Linked DNA regions of Sus scrofa: region 2 is linked to region 1. Evidence: chromatin contacts called from public HiChIP or PLAC-seq data. All regions are on one chromosome and are shown on one strand. Each heading gives the region's core, a stretch centred on a gene start, on an enhancer-like site or on the middle of the called end of the contact. The rest is flanking DNA. Distances are from core to core; before and after follow the strand shown.

Region 1 (2,700 bases), core at 25-2,524:
TCCTCCGCCTCAAGACACAGACCCACAAGGACAGGGCTGTGCCGCTCTCCTTCAGCACTGTAGCCCCAACATCACTGTAGCCCCAGCATCGGTCCCAGTGCCTGGCCCCTCGTAGGTCTCTGTAAGGGTTTGTCCAATGAATCAACGTAACAATATGAAATGATTTGGGATGAGTTGTGATATGTTGCTGGATGGTGGATCTGTGAATTAGTGGTGTGGGTGGCGTAACTGAGAATATCATGGAAGGCAAGTACTCTCCTTTCCTGTAAACCGTTGCCTGGTGGAGAGGACAGCGGGCAGGAGGATCACTCTGCCCTCTGCAGTGTCCCCACTAGGCTCGTGGTCCTGAACGCCACGGGGCCTCACCCAGGCTTCTTCCTTGTCACAACCTCACCTCCCAACCTTCCGAAGGCATTGGGCTCCCTGGATGTTAGAGCTGATGGGACCCCAGAGCTTCCAGAGATGGCTCCACACCACGGTCACCTGGGGGACCTTTCAAAACTATTCGTGGACCCTGCCGGGAACTTAGGTCCTGACCCTGCCACACACTGTGTGAGCTTGGGAAATTTACTTAACCTCTCTGTGCCTTGATTTCTTCACCTCTTAAATGGAAATAACAACAATGCCAACCTCAGAGATTTGCTGTACGGATCCACGTCAACAGTGTAGGTGAAGCTCTTGGTGCAGTGCCTGACTCAGTACCTCCTGAATCAACATGGCTCTTGGTGCAGTGCCTGACTCAGTACCTCCTGAATCAACGTGGCTATTATTGTACCAATTATCTCACCACTAGTTAGCGGCCGATGTGGGGCGAGCATCCAAGCCTCCTGATCCTGGATCCAGTGTTCTTTCCAACACGTCACTCTGAATGTGCACGCAGCCTTCCCTCTGAGGCCAGGCTCGAGGGCCACAGAGGGGCATGTGGCTGCTGCCTTGGGACCCTTTAGTCAAACCGAATGGAAGAGAGAACTGCATCTGAGAACAAAGGGCAGATCTGACCCACGGGGAACAGACGGCTTGAGAGTGTGGGAGTCGCAGGCAGTTTTTCGGTCCTTTGGGAAGCCCGCTGGCTGCTCCTGTTAGTATTCCACCGTGGAAATATTGGGAACCAAAAATAGATGTTCTTGAGGGGAGCTTAATCCTCTGGGCTTTCCAAAACAGCTGCTGGAGAGTTCCAGGAACCAACCACCAGGGGGCATGACCATCCCATGCGCTTGGTGGCTGGTGAGCCAGAACTGGTGGGAAGTTTCCATGAAACTCCCAACACCCTCCCACAGCCTCACACCCCAGCCTTGTCCTGATCAGGACCCCGTGGCTGGGATCCCCACAGATCAGCAGCTCTGTGTCCTAAGGAAACTGTTTTGCAACTCAGCCCATGGCTCTCCGCCTCGGGGACCCTTAAGAGCAGCAAGAGGTCTTGCATCTATTTTCTTGGCTTCTCCCCTGCACCCCTCCCCCAGGACTAGCCCAGCGCTGGATACACAGCAGGCACGTGTTGGTTGGAAGAGGAACGTAGGAAGTCCGGTGTAATGAATGAATTATGGAAAGGAAACCACCCCCGTTTGGGGGATGGTGAGAGCGTGGAGTGATATGGATCAGAAAGGGGGGTTACCGGGAGTTCCCGTCGTGGCGCAGTGGTTAACGAATCCGACTAGGAACCATGAGGTTGCGGGTTCGATCCCTGCCCTTGCTCAGTGGGTTAATGATCCGGCGTTGCCGTGAGCTGTGGTGTAGGTTGCAGACGCGGCTCGGATCCTGCATTGCTGTGGCTCTGGCGTAGGCCGGTGGCTACAGCTCCGATTCAACCCCTAGCCTGGGAACCTTCATATGCCGTGGGAGCGGCCCAAGAAATAGCAACAACAACAAAAAAAAAAAAAAAAAAAAAAAAGAAAGAGGGTTACCGCTGAGGGTCAAGAGGAGGGTCATAGCTAAATGGGAAAGTGGGGGAGGCTCCCTGGTGGCCTAACGGTTAAGGACCCAGGATGGTCACTGCTGTGGCACGAGTTCAGTCCCTGGCCTAGAAACTTACACATGCTGTGGGTGCAGCAAACAAAAAACAAAAAAACAAAAAAAACCTAAATGGGAAAGTGGTGAGAGGCTCAAGCGGGAGGCAACAGATCTACTTCCGAGATCCAGGTACTAAGAGACTGCTCTGGGCTGCAGCCCAGGACATGGGGTGGGAGGCAGTGATGAGCCCAAGCAGTCGGGCACTGCTCAGCTGACCTCCAGATGGGCGTCGTTGGCCCAACAGCCACATAAGCTGCTCCTGTCTTTGGGGTGGTTGCCAGCTACCATCAGGCTCTGAGCCCCCACAGGGGAACCTGGGTCGCACTGCCTCCCTCTGTGTGAGGCCCTGGGGCTCGGCACTCTGAACCTGTATCACAGAAGGTTCAAGAAGTCCAGAAGTCTCTTTCAAGAGAACCTCCAGGGGTTTTTTTTTAAATTAATTATTATTATTATTATTTTTGTCTTTCTAGGGCCACAACCAAGGCATGTGGAGGTTCCCAGGCTAGGGGTCCAATTGGAGCTGGAGCTGCCTGCCTACACCACAGCCACAGCAACGGGGGATGTGAGCTGTGCCTGCGACCTCCACCACAGCTCACGACAACGCTGATCCTCAACCCACTGAGCGAGGCCAGGACCAAACCTGCATCCTCACGGATGCCAGCCAAGTTCATTAACTGCTGGGCCACGATGGGA
Region 2 (2,700 bases), core at 18-2,517, 600 kb after region 1:
TCTGTATACAGCTTAGATATCCAACAAATGAACAACTCCGGAAGCATCTGCAGGAGACTGAGGTTCACTAGAAGCCCCAGAGGAGCTTCCAGATGTTTCCTGAAAAAGAAGAGAGGAAGAGTGAGGAATCTACATGTATCATGTCGCAGACCTGAGTGAGACCCGTGCTGGGATTTGAGGCTTGTGGGGGAGGGAAGAGGTCTGAAGAAGGACGAGGACCTCTCCTCTGTCAGGTCCTCTCTCTGCTAGAAAAGAAAGAAAAGTGGGCGGGGGGGTGGAGAGGGAGGGGGACAGGCAGCACAAGAAGGCTGGCAGGCACCTGGGGCTGTTTGCACCTGCTCATCAATGGGGAAGTGGATTTAAAACCATCCCGAAAACAGCCACGCTGCTCTCAGCTTTGCTCCCTCGCCTTGTCTTGAGAGCTATGGGCCCCAATGCCCTTGAACTCATAGGCTTGAGAACCCGCCCAAGGCAGGATTCCACAGACAGGCAGGCAGAACAGAAGCCAGCGAACGAGCCAGGCCAGCTGGGGACATGTTTGCCTCAGCCATGCTGGTCAGGGTGGCTGGGTTGGAGGTTGTGTAAAATGCCCCTCAGGGAGCCTTGGCTGCCAGCAGAAAGTCTGGATGCTGTGCCATCCTCCGTGGCTCCACCCATGGAAGACCTGTACCCAAACCACCATTAGCTATGACATCTGGGGCATCAGTCAGACACCAGCATGTTATTTCATTCAGTCCCAGTGAAGTCTTGGGAGGTCAGCCTTGTCGCCCACCTCTATGGGGCACCTGCCTATGGTCTTGGCCTGCTTGTGCGCTGGGTGGGGTGCCAATGGGAGCCCGCCTCAGGTCTGTGTGATTCAGGAGAGGAGGCGCTCAGAGCCCCATGTGGACTCTTGCCATGTCCCAGGGCGGCAGTAATCAGGTCTCTCCAGCAAGGCTGGGGATACCTGGTCGGCAGGCAGATGCCAGGCCTCAAGGCACAGCTGTTAAAGCAGAACCTAAAGTAGACATGGGGTGGTTGCCTTCGCTGATTGAAAGTCCTCTCCGCCTTAGACGAGACCAGGCAAAGCCACACAAACTGGCTTTCAAGATCCTGGATCCCATGGCCGACCCCACCGGGTCTTCAGTGTGTAGCCACCCCTCACCACCCTGAGTCAATTATTTAAGCTCTCTGTGCCCCCAAGTTCTCATTTGTAAATTCCCCACGGGCACTGGTGAGAGGGAGCGAGACAAGGTGACCTGTGCTGGTGCTGGGCCTGAGCTCAGTGACCAGTTGCTCTAACAGCCCTCCAGGCAGGCTTTCCTTTCTGCCTCTGCCCGAGGCGTCCTCCCATGAAAGGGAGCAGCAGGGAGGAGATTCTGGAGCTCAGCTTTGTCAAAGGATCAGCACAGAGAAACAACACAAGGGCATGGGCGCCTCGGGACTTAATCCAGACTCAAGTCTGCTTGCGGATGGAGGCTCACCGTGGCCCCGATGGCGGAACAGGCCCGAGCCAGTGCCTTTGGGTCCTGTCTCCTGGAGGCTGCAGTGAAGATGCCCCCTCGGACTTCTTTCTAAACTCTCCTCAACTAAGCAAAGACAGCCTCTCCCCCGTCTCTGCATTCAAGTCACCATGGTCACCACCTTGGCAGCGGCTGACACCAGCTGGGGACGTGGGCACGTCAGTGCTGTGAAGAACCACATGCTGTGACAGGTGTCATGTCATGAGTATGCCATGTGACATCAGCTGCAGACTGGTGTTCTGGGAGTGCTGACAATGAGGGCAGAAAAGCCTCTGGGATGGATCATTTGTTCCCCGGGGCATAGGACCAAGGTGCAAACGGGCACAAGGGGCCAGGCCTGCAGCTGCTCTTGAAGGTCATCTGGGCTGTCCGCACATGCACACTCTGTCTCCCCTCCATCTGGTCCAGCTGCACGCCCCGCAGGCTGGCCTCTGCCCCCCACGCGGCTTGCAAATGCTCTTAGCGCGGTCACCTGTACTCTCCGAAGGACCAAATTCCGTGTTTTCATTTCTGCCCACCTCTTATGTGTTTTTTCTGAAACACCTGGCACCGTGGACCACTCCCACATTTCTTTTTTTGCCACACATGCAGCATATGGAAGTCCCGCAGCGTCAACCTACGCCACAGCTGTGGCAACACTGGATCCTTCACCCACGGCGCCACATCGGGAACTCCCAGTCCCCCACGTTCTTACAACCATCTCAATTTACCACCTGGGTTCATAATTTCAATCTTGCTTCTCAGCTCTTCGGTCATGTTTCCTGGTCTCCTCTGCTGACTTTTCTTCCTTTTCAGCCCGGAATAACCTCCAGGCGCCCTTCCCATCAGCTCTCACTCTACCACCCTTGGGGCACATGCATCACCCCACCTGGCTTCTGTTACCACCTCTACTCTCACCTCTGTCTCCAGCCTAGACCCTTCGTTGAAACGTTGTATCTGGCTGCACTTTGGCCAGCCTCCCAGCCCGCCCTTGGGTTCCACCTGTGCTCAAGCGGCCCCGCCCCCACGCCCTCCTCTTGCTGCACCCCCATCCACGTGGTCACTCAGGCCGGCAGCTGTCCTCCCTGCTCCCCTCCATGGTCGCTCAGTGCATCTCATCGAATCTGCCTCCCAAACTGCCCTGGGCTCCCTCCCTCTGCTTCATTCCCATGGCCACTGCCTTAGTTCAGCCGGTAGCGTTTCCGCGAGGGTTTTTGCT

The links. HiChIP or PLAC-seq counts read pairs in DNA pulled down with a chosen protein or histone mark.
Region 2: a contact with region 1 is called in an H3K27ac HiChIP or PLAC-seq map of skeletal muscle, with 8 times the contacts expected there. The contact joins two enhancer-like sites. A contact is called at or near these places in 3 of 47 Hi-C or Micro-C datasets (embryonic fibroblasts, mesenteric adipose tissue and retroperitoneal adipose tissue) and 1 of 2 datasets of contacts at active chromatin or transcription factors (skeletal muscle).

What each region holds. Positions count from the first base shown.
Region 1 is chr9:130,939,042-130,941,741 of Sscrofa11.1, forward strand. No RefSeq gene overlaps it. Among named protein-coding and RNA genes, the nearest start is that of NENF, 19 kb to the right of the region's middle. Within about 2 kb of position 1,275, at least 15 of the 83 cell types and tissues checked have an H3K27ac peak or open chromatin away from gene starts, as enhancers often do. A contact at or near this core is called in skeletal muscle, where this site is marked.
Region 2 is chr9:131,538,759-131,541,458 of Sscrofa11.1, forward strand. It overlaps LOC102166108 (a long non-coding RNA gene), which reads right to left. Exons shown (of 2, transcript XR_305732.3): 2 at 1-99. Among named protein-coding and RNA genes, the nearest start is that of NEK2, 6.9 kb to the right of the region's middle. Within about 2 kb of position 1,268, at least 7 of the 83 cell types and tissues checked have an H3K27ac peak or open chromatin away from gene starts, as enhancers often do. A contact at or near this core is called in skeletal muscle, where this site is marked.